Linked DNA regions of Anas platyrhynchos: region 1 is linked to region 2. Evidence: chromatin contacts called from public Hi-C data. All regions are on one chromosome and are shown on one strand. Each heading gives the region's core, a stretch centred on a gene start, on an enhancer-like site or on the middle of the called end of the contact. The rest is flanking DNA. Distances are from core to core; before and after follow the strand shown.

Region 1 (6,904 bases), core at 4,084-6,583, 150 kb after region 2:
TGAAGGAAAGCATAATGGATTTTTGTCATTTACAGAATCGTAGCTAAATTACAGTAAAGTTTTGACCTTGTACTTAGGGTAGTACTGGAAAGAAATGGGAGGACACATGCATGATTTGAGCGCACAGCCCTTTTAAATATATTTTGAGCCTTAATGTGACATTGTGGGGTGCTGACTAGCTTGTAAAATACTGGATTACTTGAATCAGCACTCATTTGCAAATTCAGAACCAGAGACCTGATCCTTAAAGACACTGTTTTGCTGATGAGAACGTGTTTTATTTTTTAAACTGACACAACCTTTCTTGTATCAAAGAATGTATTTTATCTCAGAAGATGTATTAGGTCAGTGATTTGGGCTCATGAGAGACTGAAATAGTAACGTGTTTAACTAAAATAATACAAAACTTAAAAAAGCTTGGCATGGAGGAAAAAACAACCAACCGGAACCCAGCCACACCTAGAGAAAAAATCACCCTAGCTCTAACAGCTTAATTCCTTTTTTTTTTTTTTTTTTTTTTTTTTTCTGTAGGAAAAACTGTCATTCTGTCATTCTGCTCTGCCACGCCTGCAGAGAAAAAAGAAGGTGATTCTGGCTGACCTGCAGTATTGTTGCTGAACATCGGAGAACATCATTTGAACCTTTTACTATTCGGGTGCCATCAAAGCACTGCAATACCAGTAAGCCATAAATGGTAAGTCTGTAAGACTTCAGGGAGTTTTCCTCTTCCTGTACTAGTTTCATGCTGTATCTCCGCCTTCTTAAGATCACGCTGCCCTGTCCTGTAGTGAGCCTGCTGCCCTTCCTAGTCTTCTGCAGCCACCTGCCGTGACAAACATCCAGCCATTTGTTGTACCACCTCGTGTGTTGATATAGTCAATAGTGGCTAACCTGGCAGTGACATTTCCAGACCAGCTCCATCTGATGCAGCTGATACTGCTCCCCAGCCTGAGCAACAACTGGGCACTGTGTACACACACGCAGTGCCAGACACTTGAGGGTACCCTGCAGCCAAAACTTGCAGACCCTGGTGGAAGTGTTGAAGCACCTGGTGCTGCCCGCACAGCTGCCTATGCAACACAAGGCAGAAGTGGAGCGAGGAGGCATCAAGTGTCTTCCAAAAACCTGGACCCCTTCACCCTCCCCTTTGCCACTCCTCCAAACCCACCCACCCAAAACTGAAGGCCTGCTCCCCCCGGTCACTCTCTTGGACACCCCAAGGAGAACTCAGCTGCCCCTGGACTCCTCATGCTGGGTCAGTGCTTGCGCACCCCCCTGCAAGCTCCCCCAGGCAATGCTGGCAACCAAGCAGGACTCAAGTCCTTGCCCCTAGCCTGGCATTCAATCTCTGCTGCTTTGTAAGATCAAAGTAAGAGCACATAAAATTACGGCAAGGGCATCAGCTACAAGACTTTGTCCTGTCATATGAATGAATAAGGGCTTCCCTCCCTCTAGCCACAAATCACTGCTTCATTTGTTGCATGCTGTTAGAGAGTAACTACGATTGATTCCTGCAATTGCTCCATATCAGAGGTGGGTAAGTGAATGTTTACCAAATACTGGTACTTTGGAGTTTGCACAATATTATTAGATAGATCAGCATAATAAACCACTTAGGGATCCTTTGATCTAAAGGCTACGCATGTATTTCAGACCTGAAATGTCCATGGTACCAGAATATTTGCTTGTAAGCACAATTCCAGATTGCCATGCAAGGAGCATTCTTCCTGGCCTTCCCTTCAGCTGTGCCAGGTCAGGCTTGTTAGAATGCAGCCCTGCCCTCGCCTTGCACGTTGCCGCAGTCTCTTAGTGATGAATAAAGCAAACTTCTTGCTTTAATAAAAGATTAGCTTTTTAGGAAAGCAGCATTCCTAGCAACACCATGTACAGTGCATACCTTCAAGGATTTTTCATGTTTTTGCTTGGAGGTGATCATGCTTGGAGAGGTTCTGGTTGGAAACAAGGAGACATTTCTTCTCAGAAAGAGCAGTCAGGCACTGGGACGGGTTGCCCAGAGAGGTGGTGGAGTCACTGCCCCTGGGGCTGTTCAAGGAAAGGTTGGACGTGGTGCTTAGGGACATGGTTTAGTGGGTGACATTGGTGGTAGGGGGATGCTTGGACCAGATGATCCTGGAAGGCTTTTCCAACCCTAATGATCCTAGGATTCTATGAGTCTATGCTTGCCCTCAAAGAGGAACTTCCATATAGCCTATGCTATTGTACATCACCAGGCATATTGACTTTGAACCAGACTGGACCTGCTGTTACCAGAAATATGTAATTTTACTAACTGCATAGTTAGTTCCCAGAACAGTTATTTTATAGTTAAGGACAGTACTCGGGCTGTAGCCTTTCAAATCTCTGAATTTACTGTAACTTAACCTCTTGGCAGCATTCAGAAAAAAAATAAAAACTGGAGAATGCTACCTTAATGAGTTCTTACTAGCAATACAAATATTTGGGCTTCTGGACAAAAGACGATTATAGGTTAAATGATATTTGGATAGCATCATGTGGCTGATTAAAAATGGAATAAACTGCTAATGCAGTGAAGAATGCATCTGTTTACAGGCCTGAATCAACTTCTAAAACAGGAGGAGAAAAATTACTGAAAAGTTTTCTCATTTTATGTACTCCTGCGTCGAATTGACACGTATAATTTCCATAAGACATTTTTCTCAAGGAAAAAAAGAAAGGAAAAGGAGACAACAGAAGTGAAATATATCTTGCTTTAAACCCACAGATTATTATTAAGTGTTTTTTGTTTTGTTTTTTTTTCTTTTTGAACTGCAGCTTTAGTCTGAAAAACTGTTATGTAAAAATACTACTAACTCAACTGAACTGCTGCCATGGAAATGGTTCTCCAGCAACTCTTCTGACTTCACTGAAACACAGTGGGGTTTGTCGCTCCCCCATCCCTTCTGCCCTTGCCTGCATATATTCTGCAGTATGAAGGCAATACACTGGATTTTCCTCCCTCCCTGGGTATCATCACCATCACGCTTGCCTTTCAGCTTAGCCATACCCGTTGAAGCACACCAAAATCTATGGGGAAAAGCTCCAAGGAGGCAGGATTTGATTTGCAGAGCCTTTAACAAGGTTTATGTAGAAGACTTGATTTAGATCCACTAGGGATTTTAGATGACTGTAGGACTGTCAACATTTTTTTAAAGACACATTTAATTTCTTTGTAAACTTCGGGGACAGAGGCCTATGTCTCTGTGCTCCCAAAACGATATCTTGCACTGTTGGTGTGAGGTGACAGACTGAGAGCTCTGGTGAAGAGGAAAGCTCTGCTTTTCTGCAGGGCCAGGCACAGTGCCGTGAGAAGCTCCCCCTGTGTTCCTGCTAAGAGGACATGGTACACTGGTGTGGAGCACCCAGGAGCGTACTTCAGTTCTCCCGTCTGCCATTTCTTTCACAACCCAAATCACATCTTTGACCTCAGTCTGCACAGATGAGACCAAGCCAGTTTTAAGGCCAAAAGCTACAGAAAAAGACACAGCTACATAGGGATTCATTGTCAGCGCCAGGTGGATGGAATGGTACTGTAGAGTACCTGGTGCCTCATTTACAAGTGACCTAGGTCCATCTCTACAACCAGCATTTTCTCCTTGGGAATAGCCCTACCGTCTGTGTGCTGTGGAGCAAACGTCTCCTTTATCTCTCTTTCAGTCTTCCAATTTCTTATTCATAAATCAAGTGCCTAGTCTACTAACAATACTGTAAGGAAAAATGCCTCAAAAAGGTAACGTACCTTAGGAAAAAAACAGACCTGAAGCGTGAGCAAGTTCAGTCACTTTGTCCATTACTCTTAGGGCCTTTCAGGTGGTCATTTTATGACATGCTCTTTTTATATCATATGCTGTATGATATCTCCCACCCTTCTGCTCTCCATTCTGACAGCAGCTCACCTCTGTAGTGACTTTTCTTCCCCTTGTATGTGGACAAGTACCTGAGAGCATGTGTTCTGGACAAGTGCCACAGGGGACAGGGGAAAAGTCCAAAACTCTAGATAGCACCCTATATATCAGAGGGCATCCATCTCTCTTGATAGTAAAAACAGGCCAGAAATACAGTAAGAATAGACCTCTCTCATGGGTATACACCTCTCTCATTTGGTATACAAGCTCCTGTTTGAGGCCAGAGCTGTCTGAAAATTTGGAAGGGAAGGTTAAAAGAAATTTTGGTTCTCAAAGGAGAGGAGATTAAAAAAGGATGAGATGGAAAAGGAGAAAGAAAAGGACAAGGAGAAAGAAAAGGAGGAGAAAGGGAGGCAGAGTGAGAGAAGGAGAAAGGAGAAAGAGAAGGAAAGAGAAATGGAAAAGGAAAAAAGCAAAATGGGGAAAGGAGAAGGAGAGGGAGAAGGAAAAGGAAAAAGGAAAAAGGAAAAGGAAAAGGAAAAAAAGAAAAAATAAAAGGAAAAAATAAAAAATAAAAAAATAAAATAATAATAAAAAAGAACAATTTGGTTTATCTTCTTAGGACTGATTTGTTCATGCCTGAGAGCTATTAAGACTCAGTGACCAAGACAAACACTTCCTAATGCTCTGGCGATTCTCCTTATTGCCCTGCATCCCATACAGTCCCCTGCAGAAATGGCGAGTATAAAGGTGTTGTGAAGTACTACGAAATCAAAATGGCAGGATCTTGTACTCCCTATGTCCTCATTCTGCAGCAAAAGGATTACACTCAGCACATGGAAATGTGATAGAAATCTCCTCCAGCCTCAACACAGAAGATTCCTGCTGGCAGATCTGATGCTGCCATTGGCAAGAAGTGTCAGCATCCAGTGAAACTGGTGGGAGTTCAGGGCATGCAAAATAAAAGAAACGCAGGACTGGCCCTGAGCATATTCATCTTTTGACAACAGTGGGAATCCCTGAGTTCAGCTGTTCCAGACCAGACTGGAAATGCCAGCCAGAAAACAAAGCAGAGAGATGCTACTATTGCCCTTCATTTATTTGGTCTTATCATAGTGTAAACAGACCTGAAACCTGAGAAAGCAAATACTTAGAACACACCTTATGCTTTGGGGATGTTTACAGATTGCCAGTCCTTTATGAAAAGAATAAGCAGGAATTAGAAAAAAAAATACCTTGAAGATATTTCCTGGTTCCTGCTTAAGCATGTGAAGGGAGAAGGAAGACTTAATCAACCTGGATCAATTCCAGATGCAAACTATCACCTCCATATGGGGCTCTGCTTTGCTAATGCTTGTGCCTGTGTTTGCGGTGACAGAGCCATGAGCAGCAGCAGCAAGCCAAAACAAAAGGTTGTTGACTGCAGATGTTAAAAAAAATGGTCTGGCTGCTACCGGGCTAGGGACTGCCCTGAGCAGGTCATGCAGGGTGCAAGAGGAGGAAGATTCACTAACAGAGCTTGGTGGCACGGTACATCACCAGAGCTGGTAACAGAGCTGTGTGTTTCCCTACCTTTGGAAAGCTTTCTGATGGAAAAAGAACAGCCTTTACTCAAAATCTATTTGGGGCTGGTCTGCAAAGAGGACTGCTCCTTATTAAAATTTGCTATTCACTCATCAGCATGGTATTTGCATCAGGTTCCTATTTCGATATGCTTTCCTCACGCTTGCAGCGCTGTGAATCTGTCTGCACGCGAGGGCAGGAATTTCCAAGCAGGTGGCTGCCAGGGTTCTCCCTTCAACACGTTGCAAGGTCTGCAAGGCCAGGCTGGCATCAGCAACCACAATGTCTAATATCTTTTCCAAGGCAGCAGGCAATACCTACTTCTCAAGAGGCAAACTCATACCACCACAGACAATGCAGTGCTAGCTATGAAGGAGAAAAATTATTTTCTCCTAAATAAAATGGCTAGTTAGTGTCCTAGACCTACTGCCATCAAAGTCCATCTCTCTGTGTTTCACATATGCTTCCAGTCACGATGGCTTTCCTTTCCAAATCTCACGGGAACTCTATCCCGTGGGAGTCCTGTCCCTTGGGAGCTCACTCTCTGCCTAAAAGGACCCACCATGCCCTTGCATGCCACACACCACAGGGCACAGCCCAAGGGCCCCTGCCAACCTGCAGCCAGAAGCCAGACACATTCATCCAGCCCGGGGAGAAAGCAAGTGAGGGAATGGATACTCTCAGTGTCTTACAATTCAAACGGGATTTGAAATGTTGCAGGACCCTCCAAACAAGTGAACTTTACCATTCAGGAACGTGATGTGGAGCAAGTCAATTGGATCTATGAATAGCACAAAGCTTTGGAGGAGCCAGGAATGTTTTGATGGCTTGTACAGTGGTATAAAGACTATGTAGACATATCACCCTGAATTTCTAGACAAACCCAGCCACATAGATGTCTTTTGAAATCAATGGTAACCTTCCAAATCCCGTCCCACTGGAACTCTGTCATCCATCAATTTTTATAGCATTTCATTACTATCCAGTTATTTTCATTCTGGTTTAACTACATACAAAATTTATGAGGTGGGCCTAAGAAATACCCAGTACATGCCAAGTTGGGTTTAAGAACAGCCAAGGAAGAGGGACTGACTTGCATAAATGCCTTCAGAAGAAGGATCCAGCCACTACACTTCAGTTTCTCATTCATGATTAGAAACAACAGTGTGTGCACTGCTCATTTCTGGCCCTTGCAGATGGCTAATACTAAGAGGATGAAAGACCAAAAGGCAAGGCCTGAGACTTGGGAGCCCCTTCTGCTCACAGATTTTTCCACTTTTCCTGGGGCTCCTGTGATGTACCTACCAGCTGGTGCAGCTGACTCTGACTGCCCTCTAGTGCAGGGATCAAATTTGCTGAAGAATGTAAAAGACAGGGATAGCTACAAATGGAACAGACACCTACAGCTGAATGGAGAGGCAGCTCTTACTCAAGCATGGGAGGACTGTGGCTGGAAAGGAGCGTCCCAAGTCAAGTTC
Region 2 (6,925 bases), core at 1,158-3,657:
GTGAACTGAGATCGCTGATTTCAGTGGCCCTGGATATTACCATAGAAAGGGACTGCGAAAACTGAACTAAAGACAGCAACCCTGAAACTATCAGTATATGAATATAAAGCAGACAGTCACTGCTGGGTTTTCTAATGCTGGTAATTTTTCCACTGATGTGAAAAGCGTAAGGAAAATTATTTCTGTCTCAGTAGGTATTGCTTGGTTAATAGTGTGGTCGTGATCGAAGAGGCTGTGTGTAATTGTGATGAGGGTGCAGATACAGAAAGGAATGGAAATAATGTTTTAAGGGGAATTTTTTTGGAGTTATAAGGTATTCGTAAGTTGACTTGATTTGTTGCTATTTGAGCTTGATTTCACTGATCCCTAACCACGTCAGCCGTTTCCCCTCTGGTGCACTGAGCAGGACACCACCTGGCAGATCCCCTCCGGTCTCTGATCACCCTGTTCTGTACATGTGTTTTCTCTACAAGTTGCCTTTCTTAGGAGGAGGAGCAGAAGGCAAGGAGCAGCCCCAGCACGTTTCCCATAGCACCTGCCTGTCTCTGAGACTCCTTTCCACGTGGCAGCCTGGGACACACTCATGGAAGAGTACATAGGAAAGTTGTCTGCCATAGCAGTTATGGGGATTGTGCACTTGAAAGGAAGATGAAAGTAAATATTTGTAAAAGATAATTTCAGGGTTGTGAAGGCTTTATATTCTATTGCAGTCCTTATAGTATGTGATGGGAAGTGGACAGATGTTTGTGTTTGGTATTTGCCTTTGAAATCCTATGGCATTACGTAACTAAACAAAAGGCTCACTTCTCATTTAAAAGGATTTATTATAAGTCTAGTATGTAGTCAATTTTTAAAGCATACAATTTGAAATCGGTTGATGTCTTTGATGAGTTGGAGTGGCAGTTTTACAGTGATGCCTGGGAAGGGCTCATCTGAATGTGTTTGCATTATTGCATTTCGTGATTGCATTCTGGACTGCCTTCTGTCAGTTCTAAGGCTGTCCGTATGAATCTCGAATAGTGAAATTGCAGTCCTGTCATGTTTTACATTGTACTTGCTTGGCAGAGTCCGCAGGTTGCTTTTAATATTGAATTTCTTCATGTTGCAGTATGGAACAATCTACCTGTTCACAAATGTAATCTGTTTCAGTTATTTTTCTAATGTTTTCCTAAAGCTTGTAAGCTTTCTTCTGATACGGTTCTCTGCACTTAAAAATGACTTATTGTGATATTTTTATGTCTGTAAAGCAGAGAAAATTCTAGTTATGGCCCAGCTTTACAGATTTAATTTTGATCGTTTTAGAAAACTGTTAGCTCTGTGTGTTTTCCAGATAGAAAATAATAACCAATTCCAATTTACCTGCTAACTGATTCCATTACTGGGCATTTGGGGGTTAGCTCAGCAGTGCTTTCCGAGTCTAAGCAGCCTTTATTACCTTGGGCTTGCTTGCCATCCTAAAAGAAGATAATACAGAGTGGTCATTTCTGCCATTCGGCTAAATAAAAAGCAGTGGCCAGAAGAGCTTGCTAAATAGCAAATGTGAATAGCTCAGACGTTGGGTAAGGTCTCAGAAAATGAATTTTGAATGCATCTTAAAACCAAGGATATGTTAAAAGAAATAAAATTTTTTAAAAAAAAGCAGGCCAATTCCTCAACAGACAAGACACCATGCAGTTCCTCACTACAAATGCGAAGATACTGGTGACTAAATGAAAAATCTAAACACTTGTTCATTGCTTGTTCATCTAAATGTGTTACTTGCCTGAGACAAGTAAACATTTGGATATTTCCAAATTTTTGCATAAATGAAAATTAGTAGATTCTCTGTCAATTGCTACCTAGCAAACATGTTTGAAAGTGATGCTATAATATAAAATTGGTAACGTAAATACAATTGTATCGGTCTTGGTGTTATGAGGAGTGCATCTTCATTTATTTCATATGTCAGTAGCTTTTTTTTTCTTTTCAGAAAACTTCTGTGGTAGACAGCTGCCTCAAAGTGGTTGTGTGTACCATGCATCCTTGATCAGATGGTGGTCAAATTCATCAGTCAAATGCTTTGTCTTGTCTTCCAGCAGTAGGAGTGTATTTAAGATCAAGGGCAAAATTTGTCATTTACTATAATCTGTCAGCCCTCCATGTTGTTTATTGCCAGTGACATGCCTATATGGGAAAACTAAGGTGTGAGTTTTCACGTAGGAAGGTGTTTGTTCTGGCTTACATGTGTCTAGAACGATGGTGGTAGCAATGAAGACACGAGCAGGACTAGTGTGAATAAGGGCCTGAAACGAGGCTAAGTCCTCCGGGAGTTTTTGTGCAGGATGCTGCACCTAAAACATATGTTTAAGTAATGTCCAAGGCTGTAGTGTGTAGCACAGAGATAAGGCTGTGCTGCCCCCACCATGCAAGTCTCCCTGTGTTACAGTCATGTCTTTGTTTTGCAGTGGAGGGCACCGTAAGGGCTGACAGTAGGGTGGGGAACTCATCTCAACGCCATTAACTGACCAGACATACGTATTCGTCACACTGTGAAATCCTGAAATTGTTCTTTTTTATCTCATTCTTACCCATCGCTGCTTCTGTTGAGTCTTTAACCTGCAAAAGCTCTTATGTCAGTTTTAAGCTGAAGATGTTGAAAGAAAAGCTGCACTGACAACAAAAGCAAGATCGCGGATTTGTTTGGCTTAATGTCTGTAGGCTTCCACTCACCACAGAAGTGATTACGATTCTTTACCTTCTGATGTTCTGGAGTAGGCATTGAAGCCCGTGGGAATTCCTTCTGTCTGGTTGCTTAGTGGGCTGTCTTTGAAACAACTGAAATACTGCTGTTTTCTAAAATCTGAAGGACAAAAAAAGCCTACTTGGCTGCAACTTCAACTCCCAGTTGTACCTAAATGTTTAAGATAAGAGAGTGCAGGTACCTCTAAAGAGTGGAAGCCTGTGATGAGACCATTATTGCCCTCAGGAGTAGCAATCAGATTTAGCAAGGCTATGGAAAATAAAAACGTAGAGCTCCATCTAGCAGCTCTCAAACAACTGGTATTGTAGGACCAATAGCTACCAAACACACACCACTAAGAGGTGCTGGAGCTGCACGTCCATGCGCACTGCATCGCCTTTGTGCTTGCTTCCCCGAAGGATGAGTGGAGACAAGCTAAGCATGTAGCTACAGTTTCATAATTATTGCAGTCTACCTTTCAGGTCACACTCTGTAATGGCAGAAAATGAGGTGGTGTAAATGAGATCAGGTTGCTTGTGCTTTATGTAAATTTCAGGCATTTAAGTAGTGAATTGAACTAATGTCCTTAGCTTGAATATGTTTATCTCAGCATTAACAGAAGTTCAGGTATCACTGGTCAGGAAGAGGAAAGTGTTTTCCTGACAGTTGTGTGGGAAACATGTTAAAATTCAGTATTTTCATTGTGAGCAAACACACTTTTTTTAACATACCAAAGCACATCAGATACCTGCCTCAATTTCACAAAATTAGGAAGTCTAACAAGAACTGCTACAATAATTCAGATTTAATGGGTGATGAAATCAGAATAAGATTTGAGATTGCCTGGAAAACTGCCATATTGTTTTTCTCATACTTGAAAGATGAGAGTTGACAAGTGAAAAGATGTCACCAGCTGTGTTAAGTAGATGAAGTTGTGCAGGCTATGCATTTACTAATGAATTTTTTGATTTTTCTGATAGCAGATGCAAGGAAGTTTATTATTAATTATTATTATTACTATTACTGTTATTGCTATTTGTATATTTAAAAACATGTATGGTTGCTCTGATAGCCCTCCCATTTTTGTTTCAGAGTCAAGATGATAGATACGCTTTCACTGCTGAATGGTATGACCCAAATGCTTCACTCTTTCGGCGTTATGAGCTTCTCTATTATCCAAAGGATGGATCAGTTGAAATGGTAAGAATAAAAGAAAAATATCAGTTATTATAAGTACAATATCCAATTAAACAGTCTGTAAAATGGAAGGCCACTACCTATGCCAATTAATTTTCCAGGTAATGAAAATGTAATTTAAGATGTACCTTGCTCTGTTTCTAAAACCAAACAAAAAGCAAAAACACTAGGTCACAGTGGAGCACGTGGAAGAGCTTCCATGTTAATGATTTTTACCTTAAATCTTATTTTGGCGTGGAGAGATTCATTTTCACAAATCTGTTTTCATTCAGTCTCTACTTGGGTTTTAGTATTGGAACTAATTTGTGCTAACCTACTGCATGAGAAACACAAATTGAAGCTAATTCCAAGCAGGGAAATAAGCTTCAGCTGAAATTCCAGAAGTCTCTGAAGAGTAAAATGTTAAAAAAAAAAAGAAAAAAAAGAAAAAAAAAAGTTATCAAAACAGAAGAAATGGTAAACTACTCTTAATTTGGTTTTAAAGCAAACTACTCTTATTTTGGTTTTAAAGCAAAGAAGGATATTTCAGACAGTGGGATCCAAATCTTTTCATCAGTGGTGCTTGCTTTTTGACTTATGGTTCATACAACAAATCCCCTTTGTTTATTAATAGGTTAAAACAAGGATGTTGCAGAAGCAGGCACATATATAAAGATGAAGTATGGATAGTACAGATTATCCTAGTAAAACAGCCAATTCTTTGTGCTCCCTTTTAGGAATGGGTGAATGGTTTTGACTAGTCTTTTCTGATTTTTAATGGTGATCTAAAGGTCTGAGAGTAGACTAGGTTTGGAAATTCACACTTCTAAATTTCATTATGAAATTTTTGTTTTCCTGCTGTAAGTATCAAATGCAGAAATCAGAAATAAGAAAACTAACAAAATGTGCCTTTTCTCACCCAAACAGTTGCGTACTGAAACCATGGTACCCATCAGAGTGAGGAGATGCACTTTGCACTTTTTACTGATAGTCTCTTCAAACAAACTCTACCATGATGTTGTCCCTTTTAAGTTAGTTATTTGTATGATGTCTGTGTGCACAGCTGTCAAAATGTGAAGATTTTTTTTTCCCAGAGACAGTTTAGCTAATCAGTCAGGAGCCGTAATAATCTTCCTACACAACCATGTGTAGGCTGACAAAATTGTTGTTCATTTCACCTAGATGTCTCAAAACCAAGAGCTTTCAAGGTGTTCTTGAGCTGTCTTAACACTTTCTGCATCAAACATTTTTGACTTGGTAGAGCAGCATTTTGCTATTGTGCTCTCATGTTAAGAGAGTACTGTGTGTTCACAGTCATGAGTACACAGACTTCGTATGATCAAGACAACCATTAAAAAAGCAAAAATACTTGTAACACCTCTATAGAAAGAATTTTTGTGTGAGTTTGTGGACAATGATTAAATTTAGGATTGCCTTCTTCCCTTCTGGGTCTTTTTTTTTTCTTTTTTTTTTTTTGTTCTTTTCAGTTTCTCTGAAATTTGATGAGTCTTTCTTCATTACTGTCAAATTCTTCTGCATCTTTTGGTGTCTTCCCAAGAGATGATGACTGCCCACCCTTACCTCTAACATGCTTTAGGAGAAGGGAGGTAATGGATGTGAGCCTGCTTCTCCCTGCTTAAGAGAGATACTGATAGATCACCTTTCCTACTGTTGCAGTGATAGCTCTTCTTTATCACACACCTCAGCTGAGGGTGGAATGGAGCAATTGAAGGCTTATGTTATGTCAAATCCTCAGCTTTTATTTTCTTTTTTAGTTCTTCATATCTTGGTTGATCCTGGAAAGGAAAATTGCAGTGGGAATAACATGACAAGTTTCCAGCTTGCCTTGCAGCCATTAGAAAACAACACAGGTTTTTGTCCAAGAACAGCAAGCAACTGTTGTGATCAGACTGGATGCCTTGACAGAGATGTGCCCAACTGTCCCAAGTTTTCTGTAGTTAATAACTCTCATAGGAAATTCCTAAAGGCTGAACAACTTTTCTTTCTACAGAAGATTTTCGAAAAAGAGAGAAGTCTTTAAAATGAACATGTACTTATAGCAGAGAACTATTTTATTTTGGATAATTAACCTGTGCATGTACATGAGAGAAGGGTGAAAAAACAATCAAATTTGTCTCACATCTCTTCTGTTGCAGTTTATAATTTGCCTTATAAAAAGGTATTTTAAACAGATCCAAAATTCCATTCTAAAGAATTGTTAAACACAGATAGATATCTCTCTTGTTTCTCTTCCTATCTTCATCTTCTGCTTGAGAAGAAAGAAAAAGCTGGGGAGGGTGCCTTTCTAGCAACTGTTAGTGAAATAACCAAGGAAATGTTCAGATTTTTAGTCAAGATGTTGAAGAATTTTTATGTTCAATTCAGTTAATAGGATTCCTGGCCAAGTCTAGGAAAAAACAAGTAGCTGAATTCAAGTGATTTTTTTTTCCCAGTATGTTATTGTTTCATTTACCCCTATGTTTGTAACTGAAGGGCACGCAGTAGGATTGGGGAGGGTTGAATATATTTCAGCAGGGAAGGATTCTTCCTTGTAATTCTGCCTCAGCAGAAGGAAGCATCCAAATAACTTATATTCTCTGATCTCCAAAGTTTTAGCTGTTCTGGAAAAGCTCACAATTCATCTAGCTCAAGCCTAAAACAGGAGATGAATTCAAACATTTCAGAACATGGAGTATGTAATTTTACTGATTTATTTTTTTCTCCGAGGCTTACAGGAATGAAGTTTTCTTTTAATGCTGTTCTAGTTTGTATACCATTGCAATGGAGGACAGTACACATAAATGAAGAACAGAAAAGGGGAAGTTTAGCCTGAAGAGGACAAAAATTTTCCTTTCATAGGATTCCATTTCTCCAGGAAACTGAAGGGATCTGTAATATTGACATGGAGCAGAGAAGAGTGTGTTCATCAGGTTCTCTTTTGTGCTTTGCCAGCCCATCCAGAAAACTGCACATTACTGTCTTGCTACTTGCTGAGAAAGATGATACAAAGCTGAATTATCTTGACAGGCA

What was found. A called contact is a pair of places that touch in the nucleus more often than the background predicts.
Region 1: a Hi-C map of liver shows a contact between it and region 2, with 5 times the contacts expected there. The contact joins two enhancer-like sites. A contact is called at or near these places in 2 of 8 Hi-C or Micro-C datasets (liver and subcutaneous adipose tissue).

What each region holds. Positions count from the first base shown.
Region 1 is chr1:88,348,303-88,355,206 of IASCAAS_PekinDuck_T2T, forward strand. No RefSeq gene overlaps it. Among named protein-coding and RNA genes, the nearest start is that of DPT, 56 kb to the right of the region's middle. Within about 2 kb of position 5,334, at least 2 of the 8 cell types and tissues checked have an H3K27ac peak or open chromatin away from gene starts, as enhancers often do.
Region 2 is chr1:88,197,639-88,204,563 of IASCAAS_PekinDuck_T2T, forward strand. It overlaps NME7 (NME/NM23 family member 7), which reads left to right. Exons shown (of 13, transcript XR_011812620.1): 2 at 3,812-3,919. Among named protein-coding and RNA genes, the nearest start is that of BLZF1, 18 kb to the left of the region's middle. Within about 2 kb of position 2,408, at least 5 of the 8 cell types and tissues checked have an H3K27ac peak or open chromatin away from gene starts, as enhancers often do.